Linked DNA regions of Mus musculus: all the other regions are linked to region 2. A link is a contact called in public HiChIP or PLAC-seq data. All regions are on one chromosome and are shown on one strand. The core of a region is the stretch at or near the end of the contact, and the rest is flanking DNA. Distances in the headings are between cores, read along the strand shown. Region 1 overlaps Clic5 (chloride intracellular channel 5). Region 2 overlaps Supt3 (SPT3, SAGA and STAGA complex component). Region 3 has its middle 100 kb from the start of Runx2os3.

Region 1 (4,774 bases), core at 1,738-4,237, 860 kb after region 2:
ATGGTGAACAGTAACACGCTTCGGAGGTCTGGCTGAGTCAAAGAGGAGAAACATTTGCTTTAGCTCCTGTAGTCAGGTTTCTATTACACAAAGGAAAACATACCCTTTATCAGTACATGGAGGCGCTGGAATAGCTGGTGGTTCTATTTGTATTCTAGCACTCTGTACAGCTCCCAGGATGGGATGGAAGGGAAGGGATGTGTGGGGTATGTCCGTTTATGTGTGCACTTGAGAATATCCATGTGCACACATGCAGAGGCCAGAAGGGGGCGTCAGGGGATTCTACTCTACCACTTTCTGCTTTACTGCAGACAACGCCAGAGGGCCTGGGAGGTCTCAGAATGCTCCTGACTCCACTCCGCAGGGGTGCAGGTATAGGCTCATCCTGCCATGCTTTGCTCTTTCACACGGGTATCTGAGGATACAAACTTAGCACTGGTAAATGCTCTAACCTATGAAGCCAGCTCCCCACCTCCTTCTTAGTGGAGTCTGAATGAGCACGTGTCCCAAGCTAGGGGCTGAGGCGGCCTCTGGGGATGACCGTGGATGAGACACGCCCTGTTCTGCAGAGCACCATCAGGATGAGTAGTAGCAGTGTGATGGCTTGGGAACCCTAATGCTTACTTCAGACCCATTGCTTAGGTATCTCCTTAGGTAGCTCCCCTCGTGGGGACATTCAGCTAAAGATGCTAAAGTCGCAGGCGATGCTGGAACTATTCCTGCCATCCTCTCTGTTTGTTGAAAAAGAAAATCATGGGTTTGCCAAAACCAGGAAGCAGAGAACAAGGTTGGCCCCAGAAGACAATTGAGCAGCCTGGAGATATAAGCACCCAGGAATGAAGGAGTTTAAATAAGCAGGGCTCATGTGCCATTCTTGTCCAGAGATTCGAAACCACTTTGTGTCACTCTAAAAATGCACTGTCCTCAAATGAAGCTGTCCTACATGGTCATTCAAAGCCACTTTTCAACAGGACTGGCAGGACATAAACATAGAGACAGCAGTAGCAGACACGCTAAAGTGGGCAACAGGAAGCCCACGGGGTCTCAACCCTGCAGCAGCAGGAACTACAGTCAACTAAAGGATGCAAAAATAATTAAATTAATTAAATTGAACTTTAAAAAAGTAAGAGAAATCGCCTTCCCGGGAAGATCTCATCCAATGTGTTGTGTCACCCTGAAATAAGTGAATGGAAGAATTTTTTCTGTTTAATTGAGATCTACTTAATACAATGTGTAAGGAGGTGTGTGAGGACTTTGCTAGTGTGCGTGTGCGTGTGCGTGTGTGTGTAGAAAGAGGGGAGGGGGTTAAGAAACTTGTTTGTAGACTGCACAAATTTAAGAGATCTGTCACCCACGGTGAGGCAACACTAGCCACAGGTAAAGGAACATACAAGTTTTGTGCAAATCATTCATCTAACGATCCTTTATTCCCTAGGTGTTGATCTGAGGCCAGACTAGGCCAGCAGAACTCTTTCTGGTCAGACAGCAGGAAATTCCTCCACACGAATGGCGTTGGTGGTCTGCACTCTACCCTAGTCCAGGAGCCCACACAGCAAAATCTCACTAATGAATGAGCCCACCCACGCAGGACCCACCACTCCTCCCCCCTCCTCCCACCAGAGCCAGCCCCATTCAACACCCTCACACCACCGCCGACCACCTTCCTCACTACTACCCAAGGATTCATTTTGCTTCTGGAACAAACTTTGTTAAAATTAAAATCACAGAAGCCTCCTCAATAAGGAACCAAACCAAAGACTCTCTGGGGGGAACCTCTGGGCAGCTCCTGGGAGGTGCCACAGGAAGTCACGCCCCTCTCGCTCTCAGCCTCCAAGACCCTCGTGGAAGAAAAGACTAAGGGCCTGGGGCCTGCCAAATCTTGGAGGTGGGTCCCACAACGCTTGGGTTGTTTGTTTTTACTTGCAAGAATGCTAATCAAAGCACACCGTTAACCTAACCAACCAACAAAATATCGGGATCTGGCAAGTGGCGGGCAGGGGATCCAGGGCCAGGCAGCCCGGAGAGTTCCTCTGTGGCCGACCTGCTTATTTTGGAAGGAGAACCTTGGAGGGTCTGGCCACCCAGGAACCCAAAGATAACCACATGATGGCAGCCCGCCTCACCTCCACTCAGGGCTTCTTTCAGCCTGAAGTCTGTTGTTCCAAGTTGGTACCAAGTCTTGATCTCTAGCGGTAGCAGCAAGTAGTCCCAACGGAATGAACATGAAGCCTCCAGACACAACCCTGCCTGACCCCTGCAGGGCCTCTGCGCCCACATTCCCCACAATTCCTGCTATCTTGAAGTCCGTTCCTTTATCTTTTCTCCAGACCCTGGAGGTTAGGGGGTTGAGTAAGTAGAGGCTGGGCACAGGCCTAGAAAAGCCAGGCTATCACACTGGGGCCAGGGTATGAGAGGACGCTGGGAAGAAGGGAAGATTTAAGTGTCTTGTTTTTGGTGTCCTGAACACACACATACTATTTTTACTGTGGCTTGCCACATTCTGGGAATGGGGGGAGGGGGGTCAGGAGTTAAGCTGGCTTCTGTCCCCAACAGCAGTGTGCATTCATGACACTCTGGGGCAGGTGCGGGCTTTGATATAGGGACTCGTTAGTTCTAAACTAATGGCCCTCCCAAGCTGCTCAAAACCTTTCCAATATTTCTCTGTTTTAGGCCAAAGAAGTTTGTAAAGGTTCAGAGTAGTGGGAGAGAAAGCAAGAGACAGACTGGGTGCAGCTTGTCAGGGTCTGTCAGGCCTGGTAGGCATATCCTTCCCTAAATATGGAAGGTAGCTGGGAGACATGGTTTGTTTTGGAACTCCCAAGTCAAGACTTTCAAGTCTTCGGAAGTTCGCAGATCCTCCAGCTTTCCCGGGACTGGTTTCTCTTCCTACCAGCAGAGGGCAGCACACGCCTCTCTATCAGTGGGAAAGGCCAGCAGCAGAGGGCAGCCACAGAAACCGCAGCCACAGCTGCCTTAGTTAGGTGCTGTTGGTGTGCAAGCAAGTGTTTGACTGATGCAACAATGCTACAGGGGAAGGTATTGTTTCAATCTCCTCACCGCAGACTGGAGTCCAGAGACTACATGAGAGAGAAATGGCAACATTCCAGAGTGAGCCCACTGCTCACTGCCCAGTATGCTGTCCTAAGCTAACGTTGATCTTTATTTTTTTATTTTTTGGATAGATAATTGAAGGGCAGGGAGGGGGAGTGAAAAGAAAAAAATATTTTGTAACATAGCAAAAGGGCGTGAAGTTAGTATTTCAGGATCCACAGATAACGTTTTGTTGAACACAGCCACATACACTTGTTCGTGGATTGTCCGGAGTGCTCAGAGATCCCAAGGACCTTGCTGAGTCTAATTAAGTGACAGTTCATACAGTTTGCCCAATCCACACTTTTTCCTATCTGACCCCTCACAGAAAGATCGAATTAGTCCTATCCTAAGACTAGAGTGCCTGCAACCCCCACAGACACGTAGAGCCAGAAAATGTCATGACATGGGCCTGGGGCTGCAGCAAAGCTTCATGGGCCTTCCAGAGAAGAAATAGGCTTGGGGTGCAGAGAGAATGGGAGTCAATACATGTTGAGGGTGCAGCCCAAAGTCAGGCCAGAGCCAGGGCTTGCACGGAGAGAGAATACAAAAAGTGTCAGCTAGCCTGGCCTGGACTCACCGGGAGGGAAGGCAAAGCACAGAAGGGGGAGCTAAAGAAATCAGAGACAGCAGCCCCTTGCTCAGCGCTCAGCATCTGGGGTTCAAGTCACGAATGTTTGTTATTCTTAGGGGAGCTTGGTTTGTTTTTATCTGCAGGGGGAACCAGGTTACACTGGCCGGGAGCCTTATTTTTGCTTTGTCTACTTGGAAGTTCTGAACCATGCTGGTAGCCCGTCATGCCTGTCAGGCAGGCAGTTCTGGGTGGTGCTAGTCCTGGCTTATATCTCACACACACACACACACACACACACACACACACACACACACACCATTTAATACACCTCTCCTGTTAATTTTTTTCTCACTTTCTTCCAGTGAATGGTGCTTTACTTCGAGGAGCAAAGAGACTTTCTAGAACAAATGGAGAATCCATTTTAAATAGAAAAGTTCCCCAAGACAGAAAGACATGGGAGAAGAAATAAGAGAGAAGTGGAACCCAGAACAGAGATGAGAAGGGGGAATTCAAATAGGGGAAAACCACACTCAGCTCAGAGATGTATGGTCAGAGTATAAACCAATGGAGTAAAACCCTCAAACTGTAGATGATTTACAGAGTCCACACTCGGAGGCTACAACTGAGGGTTTCAGCCCCTTCTCAGGAAATGAGAGCCCTCCCCACACCCCCAGAAGTGGGATCTTCAGAGTTCCCCACTCTCCCATCTCTGTGGCATGTCCACCGAAACTGGGGACCGAAGACGGTGACGGTCAACCAAGGGGAACAGAGCACCAGATCTTGGTCTCAGTCTAATGCATACGAATGCCTGTTCCTTGCCAGCTAGAAAGAAAACACAGGAGAATCCGACCCTCTTCCCCAAAATGGGGATGGTAATTCTGGGCAGGAATGTTAACTGTAGCTGAGGGAAACACGATAGGGTTGGAAGGAATAAAAAGGGACTCGCAAATGAGTTAATAAGAATAGAGAATTAACCATGTGTGTTCCATCCCTCACTAATTTCCTGGAATGCACCATATGGTACAAGACATGAAATGTGTCCTGGGAACCGATAGGTTTGAAGGGCAAGGAAAAGAGAGGTTGTGAGGAGCAGGAAAAGCCGGCGACCAC
Region 2 (4,396 bases), core at 1,826-4,325:
CCTAATACACATTACACTATTCATATATTTACCCTAAGGTTTTCAACACTAAAGAGGAGTTGGCATTCTCTAAATTACATTGTTATACACTTTGTTTTATATTGCTTACATAGTGCATAGATAAAGACTGTTTTGAGCTTCAGTGAAAATTTCCTGTAATCAAGTATTTCTGGTATGAGAAAGGTTTTTCTCTTCATTGTGTTTCCAGAAGTTTCTAGTATATTCAATACTGCCTAAGAGTGGGATCAAAGCACTGGATACAAATGTCAGTCCCACTTTAGATCACTCTTCACAATGCACTCAACTTGCCAAGTTCCGAGTCTCCTTTCCTGCCTGTGGGTCACACTGTGTGCGCTTCTTGGGGCGTGGCAGCCCTTCAAGGAGGGGCCCAAGAAGCACAGCTCACGGAGGCTTGCTCTGACTGTTGTGCTGCACTGATGAACCCACTGATGGGTAGATATGCATGACTATGCTTTGGCCCTTTCCACTCATCCTTCTATGTCTTTTCCTATTTTTACTTCTCAGTGTCACTGAGAAGAGTGACACTACTCTATTTCCCCGTATCACTGGGATTTGTGACAGCTGGGTGCATAGGAGCAGGAAAAGGCGCATGAACAAGTTCTCCACAGAGCCACAGCAGTTCATATGTTGGCGTTATTGTTCCTGAGTACGAACTGACCATTTTAAATTATGCTTCTGTTACAAAATTTCCAAGACTTAGGACAGCTTGTATGCTTGATATTTTGTTTCATACTTTAAATCCATGCCCCCCCCCCACAAGGTATCACCACCCCACTCAAAACACTTGAGATTCATTTTAAGAGACAGGACCTTTTGATATTTTCGTTTTCCAGGACGACATCACACCGACATCCACCTTCCACAGCATGGCTCTGTTGCCTAAACTTGGCTGGACGCCCTTGGAGAGAGCCTTTCCCTTAGTGAACACAATTCCACGGAAACTGCTGGAGTCCCTGCTCCTTACCACTGATTTTGGATTCCAAACAAGATAGAACATAGCTGGGGACCTGGGTTCCTGGAGGGGCGCCGCTTTGACACACTCTATTCGCTGCCCTTACACTATTTGTGGAAGTGTTTATATACTATGAAATGCTCAGCCAAAGCATACAGGAAACCGTAAAAGATTTTACGGGACGTATACATGGTTGATGGGAGAACTTAAATGTGACCTGGGAAGGTTCTACCTGAGTTGCAGGAGGCAGATGAGAGTGCCCACGCTTCGTGCTGCTTCCCTGTCTCATACAGGTTAGAAGAGCCTGAAAGCAATGCCTAATTTGGGTGTTATATTGAAAAAAAATTCTTAAGTTCAAACTTTACAATTTCTAGACAAATAAACTTGTTTTCTTTCAGACAGAGCTCATATCTCCAGTTATGTTTACTTATCTTCCATGAGGTAAAACATTGAAGTCGGTATGTTTACTATTTTTTTTAGATTTATTTATTTATTTATTATATGTAAGTTCACTGTAGCTGTCTTCAGACACACCAGAAGACGGAGTCAGATCTTGTTACAGATGGTTGCGAGCCACCATGTGGTTGCTGGGATTTGAACTCAGAACCTCTGGAAGAGCAATTGGGTGCTCTTACCCACTGAGCCATCTCACCAGCCCCTGTTTACTACTTTTTAAAAACAAAGACCAGACAGCCTCACAGGAGCTATCTATATACACTGTATATTTAAAAATATTTGCATTTCTGATGTTTTTTAAATAAAAACCTTAATCTGGAACATTATTTTTGAATCTCAACTATTATCATGTGTGAAGGCACTCCCTTTAGACATGACCCCAAAAGGGCATTTCCAGAAAGTCACACTTGTGAGTTTAGGCAGTAGAAGGTTTCTGCTTCCTTTTTCCTTACCTACGGGGCCACATCAATTTTCCAGAAGAGAAGCTATTTACTATCTTTGGGTTTATTTACTTTTAAGTTTGCTAAAGTACAGGGGATTAACAACAACAACAATAAAATCCCACCCAGGAACTGTCTGTGTATTGCTACCTGATTGAGAGTTGGGCCTTATGTGTAGAAAGTGTGTCATTTACTGGCACAGCCCTTCAAAGATTTCACTATTATGATTCCACATTTATACTTTAGCTGTGTGTATAATCAGTATCTTTAAGAAATAAGTTTATGCTATTGTACAGAATAAATATGAGAGCCCTGTTGTGTCTGGCTGACAGTCTCATAAGTCCAGGGTGGTAAAGTATGTGTTAAGGCTTCGGGAATCACAGACGGTGACCCAGGACAGTCATTTGCTTGTCTAGGCCAGGCTCGTTTGCATCTAAGTATGTGACAATTCCCAATGGCCCTCACAGCTGCCTTCTCTACTGTGATAATAGGTGACACTTTAATCTGAGGGTATAGTTTATGGAAGTATCATTTGTGAGATTTTTCTTCTAAATTTTATCTATATCACTGTCTATAAAATTTTGTCGTACTTCTAATTTAGTCTTGTTCAATGGGCTAGGGGAAGAGCCCACGTGTAGGAAAGAGAAAAAAATTAAAACTATTAATATTGAGCGACTATGGGCACATCTCGGCTCGCTCAGGAAAGACACAAAAGACCTTGTTTCATTTTACCTTCAGCTTTCTGGACGATGATGAAAAGTGAAAGTGATTATGTGAGCTCCCTGGGCAAAAGCAGATTTTATAAATAATTACCTGTCAGACAGTTCAAGATAGACAAACATACAGCAGACCAACACAAACACAGAGCTGTCGTGTTCCTGAGAGAAATGTGCGCTGAGTCTTCCCTTCCCGGGACTATGAGGAGATTAGGTAGAAGAAAACGAAGGGGAAAAAGAAAACCTTGCATTTTTTACCTGGTGCAGTTTTCAAATATATAATGCGGGGCAGAGAAGGGTTTTCAATGGGAGATCTCAGCCCCTGAAACTTTGAGATCTTCTGGCAGATGGAAACCAAATACAATAAGCTTGCCATTTCCAGCATAAGGATGCTTACTGCAGGGCTATAATTTCCCATGATTAGGGACGCCAAGGGCAATGAGAGTGACGATGAAAAGAAAAAGCATAATCATACTTTTCAATAAGCGCGGGTGGAACGTCAGAACCCCTCGGCAATTTTTGATATTAAATATCTGCATTTTTTTTTATAACATGTACATTCTTCTTCCTGAAAACGGTTGTTACACATCAGGTAAACCACAGCGGGGAACGGCACGGCACATCAGGGCACAGCACACTGAGGCTCAGAACGGTTTGTTCGCACAGGAAACTTCTGCTCTTGCTTCTCTCTCTTACCCGGAACACTTACAGAACGAAAGACATAACTTCCTCCTGCTCGATTCATATTAATCAGGAGCTATGCCGGGGCATCTGCTATATTTTGGTTTGTTCCCAAGAGTTACACTTCCTCGTTTACTAGAGAAAGTACGGATGGCAGAGGGGTAGCTTGGCAGCTCCCAGCAAGCAGTGCTGGATCCCCATCAGGGGTAGAATCTGCAGGGTTAGGATCCTCGTGCTCCCGATTTTAAACTGTGCTATGAAAGGGCATGGAAAGTGTGTGTGTGTGTGTGTGTGTGTGTGTGCACGCGCGTGCGCATAAAGATGGTCTCTTCAGTGACTGAGGTGATGGGGGAGGAGGGAACAGGTGGCTTGTCTCACCAGCAGAATCTCTGATGGGTGTATGTTTATAAAGTAACTATGTTTCTAAAATGCACACAGAGACAATCAACAGTGTTGGAAAGCACAGTTGGTGGGTCAGTGGGAAGGGTACACTGACTCATCTAAATTTTGTCTCTTTTGTCCCAAATCTGAATCATAAAAATGCATCATATAAAAGGCAGACTAAACACTGGAGGGGGAAAAAAACGCACAACACCGCTTTTAAGACTTAGGAGCTGAGGGCAGCAAATCTGTGCCAAATTCAAACTCCAAAATTGTGTGATGTGCATTTCTGTCCACCTACACACCATCCCCAACATCCTGCCATTAATTAGGCAATGGCCCATTCAGTAAACAAGGCTGAGGAGGATGGGGAAGAGCTGTAGTCAGACGGTTGAAGAGTCAGAAACAAAGCAGGCCACTCCCTAGGGCAGGAGAACATAAAATCCTATTTTATTTTCCGGCAGGACAGGCAAGAATGACCTCGGTGAACCACTCCCTCTTCGTGGCGGCAGGCACGGCCATGGTCCCCTCAGCAGGCCAGGAAAGCCATCCCACTCCTTCGGTAGGCACTCTGTCAAAGACAAAGAAATCTGCAATGAATTATCGCATCAAGTCGAACAAGGAGAGGAGGCAGAGGCTTTCTTCCTGTTTTGTAGACTGCTGGCTACGAGCTAATAGGACACTGAATATGAATATTTCTGGTGGCACAGCTATAGCGACCATTCTGTCTATTAAAGTCAATGTGGTTA
Region 3 (4,509 bases), core at 881-3,380, 660 kb after region 2:
TAGCCGTCATCCATATGTCTTCTTCAAAGTCCCGAGAGCCAGGCATGGCCATGTAAGCCTGAAACCCTAGAGCTTGGCAGGTTAAGCCAGGAGAATGGCCATGAATTTGAGGCCATATATATATACATACATATATGTGTATGTGTGTGTGTGTGTGTGTGTGTGTGTGTGTGTGTGTGTGTGTGTAGTGAGTTTGAGGCCAGCCTGGACTGCCTAACAAGACTCTCAAAACAAAACAAAACAAAACAAAACAAAACAAAACAAAACAAATAATCTGTGGATGGTAGTCCATCTCTGTAACCCTAGCATGTGGGAGGCAGAGAAAGGAGGACCAGGAGGAGTTCAAGGTCACCTTCAACTACTTAGCAAATTGGAGGGGAGCCTGGCCTATATAAGAACCTGTCTCAAACACAAAACAACAAGGAAAGGAAAGGAGAGGAGAGGAGAGGAGAGGAGAGGAGAGGAGAGGAGAGGAGAGGAGAGGAGAGGAGAGGAGAGGAGAGGAGAGGAGAGAAGAGAAGAGAAGAGAAGAGAAGAGAAGAGAAGAGAAGAGAAGAGAAGAGAAGAGAAGAGAAGAGAAGAGAAGAGAAGAGAAGAGAAGAGAAAAAGATGTAGAGAAAGGAAGGAAAGAGAAAGAGAGAGAGAGAGAGAGAGAGAAAGGAAGGAAGGAAGGAAGGAAGGAAGGAAGGAAGGAAGGAAGGAGAGAGGAATCCAAATCAACAAGAAGAAAACAAAGCACTCGCCCTCCCCCTAACAAACAAGACTTGGATAACTGTATAACATCTCCTCCATTGAAATGGACAAGCTTCTCCTTGGTACCCTGGGTGGCTTGGAGGATGACATGCGATAGTCATTATTTGAAGTTTTATTTCAGCCCCTTCTTCGGCAAGCAACAAAATGACTATTTGCAGATCATCGTTCACTGAAAGGTCTCTGGTGAGATGTGTTCCCTTGAATCAGGTTTCTATTGCACAAGAGCCCTTCCGGGAGAGTGTAAAAGGCAATGATGGTGTGAGATAGGAGAAACCTTGACCTTTACCGCAAGGTTTAGCCCACTGACTGACAATAAGAATTGAAAATCTCAAAGAGCCTGAGCTGAGTGAATCGTGGCAAGCAACTGTAGGGAGAGGAGATGAGATGAGACTCTTGTTTTGCATCAACACATGTCCAAGGTTAAATTTGAAGTAGCACATGCCCAAGGTTAATGAGCCTATATGTTAAAACAAACAAACAAACAAACAAAAAGTCAAAATCTTGAGAAGAGAAAATAATTGCTGAGTCTGGTGAGACCTGTTTGGGTATTGTAGGTCGAGTGGCATCAGTCGTGGCTACGTGTACTTGACTGTGGATCCTTGTTCCTCTGGCTGTTGTTAACTGGTTGTCTAGTGGGCTGCAATGTACTGCTACTGGGAATATCTGACAGTGTCACAGTCTGGCTTCTTGTCTCCATTTCTTCCACAGGAGAATGGAAATGTTCTGAGTTCTTTAAGTGGCAGAATCCTGTAGGGTTCTGCACATACTTCTACCATTCCATTCACGAAAATCTAATCTTGTTTTTTTTTTAAATGGTTGGCCTAGAAGAATTCATTTTATGCAATTGCAGAGGACAAAAATATGATTCAGAAATAGTAATAATAGTAATAATAATAATAATCAGATGATGAGGGGCTGGGGAGATGGCTCAGTCATCTTGTTTTGAGAAGCATAAAAGCCCAAGTTCAGTACCTAGAATCTTCTAGATTGTCCTCTGGCCACCACACACATGCACGATATGCACTTGCACGTATATACAGGCATACACATGTATATACACACACAGAGACACACACACATACAGAGAAAGAGGGGACTACAATGAATGTGTGAAGTTGGGAAAATTCATAGCCAAGCTCTACTGAGTCTCGTTTGGGTTCTGGTGTTGAACATAATATCCAGGAGGGGGATGCTGTACTATTCCCCCTTACCATATGCCCCTCAGGTCAAATATTCACATTAAGGTTCCCTTGTCCTTGGAAACTATGCACTTGTCAGAGACACAATCACATAGCAAATTCACCGGGAAATTGTGAGCCATGACTCATGGTTTTGTTTGTTCTGCAATTGTGAAATTTTCAAAAATATTTTATTAAGATTGAAACCGAAACTTCACGGGGAGCCCTGAAAGCTTCATAGCAGACTGTTCTCCTGAGCTACCCTGCAACTCTAGTCATGAGATGATGCCTTGGCCATGGAGTTACCCTGCTGTGACTCTGATGTGCCAAGGGAACAGAAAATTGCTAGCCAGAATCCTGCTGAGCCTTGTAGGCACCCGACTATAGGCATCCATTAGTCTAACTGTAGCTTGTCCATAAAGGAAGACTCTTCTCCCAGATCCTTTTTAAATACTGCCCCACATCCAGAATCTAGCTCTCATAGCCGGGTCTGCATCCATGCCATGCCAAGCATCCAAGCCTTTCCCAGCCAGGCACCATGCTCTTGTTGCAAATTGTATTTTCATAGGAACTTTGATTCTGAAAATGTAGTTGGCCCAAATGCTGCCCCGCTCTACCTTCCAGGAAGGAGAGGATGACTTCGTGTGACCTTTGCTCACTAGTGTCTCAGCCCTGCGACCTGAGAACCATTTGATGGAGCTATAAGCATCCAGAGATGTGCCTATGGATCCCCAAATGGACCTAGGAGATCTCTGTCCTCTAGCTAGGTTAAATCCAGGAGCCATCTGCCACAGCCTGAGGCCATTTGGAGAGGCTCTGGAACCCAACTCTATTACCTATCCACTGCTCCTTTAACTTTTCTGTGTCTTAAGATCTTTCTTTAATGTCCTTCATTCTCTTTGTTTCTTACACTCTTTCTGCCTCCTCTTCCTAAGGGTTTTCTGAGCCTTTAGATTTGACGAAGACATCCATTTAGGGCTGAGTGTTCAAAGGTCTCTGCATAATGTCTGGTTGTGGGTCTCTGTATTTTTTCCCATCTGCTGCAGGAGGATGCAGGCTGCATGGTGAAGACGGTTGAACAATGCACTGATCTATGGGTCAATGGAATGCCATTAAAATTATTTTATTGTTATGATTTTTGTCTAGAACAGTAGTAATTAATTTTACTCTAGGTCCATAGGCTGTCTAGTCTCTGGTACTTGGTCACCCAAGCAGTGTCACATATGGGTTCCATCTCATGGGGTGGGCCTTAAGTCAAATAAGTTATTGGTTGGCAACTCCTATAAGCTTTGTGCCACCATTGTCCTGGCTTTCTTGCAGGCAGAACAGCATTGTAGATCAAAGCATTTGTGGTTGAGTTGGTGTTTACGTTTCTATTTGGTAGCTTGCAGAATAGCGTTCTGTACCAAAGACACTAGACTGTAGGTGTGATGTTAGCCTGATTTCTTATATCACTCATGCACCAAGAATGTCACCACCCACAGTGGGCTGGGCTCCCGCACATCAATCATTAATTGGGAGAATAATCTATGGACGTGCATGTGTGGAGATCTAGGTAGAAGAATGTTCTGAATTGAAGTTCTTTCCAGATAACTCTAGTTTGTATCAAGTTGACAAAAACCTACCCAGGACACCTTGATACCACAAAAGTCAGAAGGAACTGTAGCACAATTTCATTGGCAAGACCATGATGTCAGGTGACACCTCCTGAGTGCCTATCATACTAGGGGCCACAACACTTAGTACTTTTACCCAGCTTAGGCCAATGAAATTCCAATGAATTTCTAAAAGTAGCATGATGGTCCATGTTGATTTTCAAACTGACAGCATTAAAAATCACCAAGGAAATGCAGGCATATCTGTGAGAGGCTTTCCAGATTGGGAAATTGGGATGGGAAGATCCACTGGGCATATGAGTGGCACCATTTGTTGGAAGGTCTGGGGCCCCAAGCTGAATAAAAAGGAGACGTGAGCTGAGTATCAGCGTTCAGTTCTTTCTGCTGATGTTTCACACACTCAAATGTAACATTAGAATGTAACATAACGACACTATGTTACAGGTGCCTCAAGCTCTGGTTGCCATGACTCCCCCACCCCACCCCTGCCATGATGGACTGTGTTCCCTTGAACTGGGAAGCCAAATCAAATCTTCCCTTAAGTTGCTTTGGTAAGGTTTGGTTTTTTTTGTTTTTTTGTTTTTGTTTTTGTTTTTGTTTTTGCCACAGCAATAAGAAGAGTGCCTAATACCACTCATCCTTGTATTCTAGAGAAGATGGATCGAGGTGAGCTGTCTCTGCTTATTTCAGTTGAAGCTGGGATTTAAGCCAGTTTGCCCTCAAAGCCGGGATGCTTCTCTTTCTGCCCCCTGGATCTCATAATGAACACTATGACTATTTGTTCCTCAATACTTCGTGGCTGTGTTCTCCAAAAACTACTAAGCTTTAGAAAATATTTTGAAAATCCCCACCAAGGTAGACTGAAGCAACTATACCACACTTTGCTTGAGAATTTCCCCCATGACGGGGATGAGCCCCTTCTCACCAACATCCAGCTCATGAGCTCTTGGCTTGCTTTGAGA

What was found. HiChIP or PLAC-seq counts read pairs in DNA pulled down with a chosen protein or histone mark.
Region 1: a CTCF HiChIP or PLAC-seq map of large pre-B cells shows a contact between it and region 2, with 5 times the contacts expected there. The contact joins two enhancer-like sites. A contact is called at or near these places in 1 of 15 datasets of contacts at CTCF or cohesin (large pre-B cells), 4 of 484 Hi-C or Micro-C datasets (the HPC-7 cell line, adipose-derived mesenchymal stem cells, bone marrow-derived macrophages and 1 more) and 1 of 115 datasets of contacts at active chromatin or transcription factors (large pre-B cells).
Region 3: an H3K4me3 HiChIP or PLAC-seq map of bone marrow-derived macrophages shows a contact between it and region 2, with 4 times the contacts expected there. The contact joins two enhancer-like sites. A contact is called at or near these places in 2 of 115 datasets of contacts at active chromatin or transcription factors (bone marrow-derived macrophages and large pre-B cells).

The regions. Positions count from the first base shown.
Region 1 is chr17:44,254,949-44,259,722 of GRCm38.p6, reverse strand. All of the region lies in intron 4 of Clic5 (chloride intracellular channel 5), which reads right to left. Among named protein-coding and RNA genes, the nearest start is that of Clic5, 69 kb to the right of the region's middle. Within about 2 kb of position 2,987, at least 39 of the 459 cell types and tissues checked have an H3K27ac peak or open chromatin away from gene starts, as enhancers often do. A contact at or near this core is called in the HPC-7 cell line, where this site is marked.
Region 2 is chr17:45,118,965-45,123,360 of GRCm38.p6, reverse strand. Supt3 (SPT3, SAGA and STAGA complex component) reads right to left here. Exons shown (of 12, transcript NM_178652.3): 12 at 4,071-4,218. The coding sequence ends at 4,177. Among named protein-coding and RNA genes, the nearest start is that of Gm35097, 26 kb to the left of the region's middle. Within about 2 kb of position 3,075, at least 88 of the 459 cell types and tissues checked have an H3K27ac peak or open chromatin away from gene starts, as enhancers often do. A contact at or near this core is called in the HPC-7 cell line and bone marrow-derived macrophages, where this site is marked.
Region 3 is chr17:44,456,857-44,461,365 of GRCm38.p6, reverse strand. No RefSeq gene overlaps it. Among named protein-coding and RNA genes, the nearest start is that of Runx2os3, 100 kb to the left of the region's middle. Within about 2 kb of position 2,130, at least 43 of the 459 cell types and tissues checked have an H3K27ac peak or open chromatin away from gene starts, as enhancers often do. A contact at or near this core is called in bone marrow-derived macrophages, where this site is marked.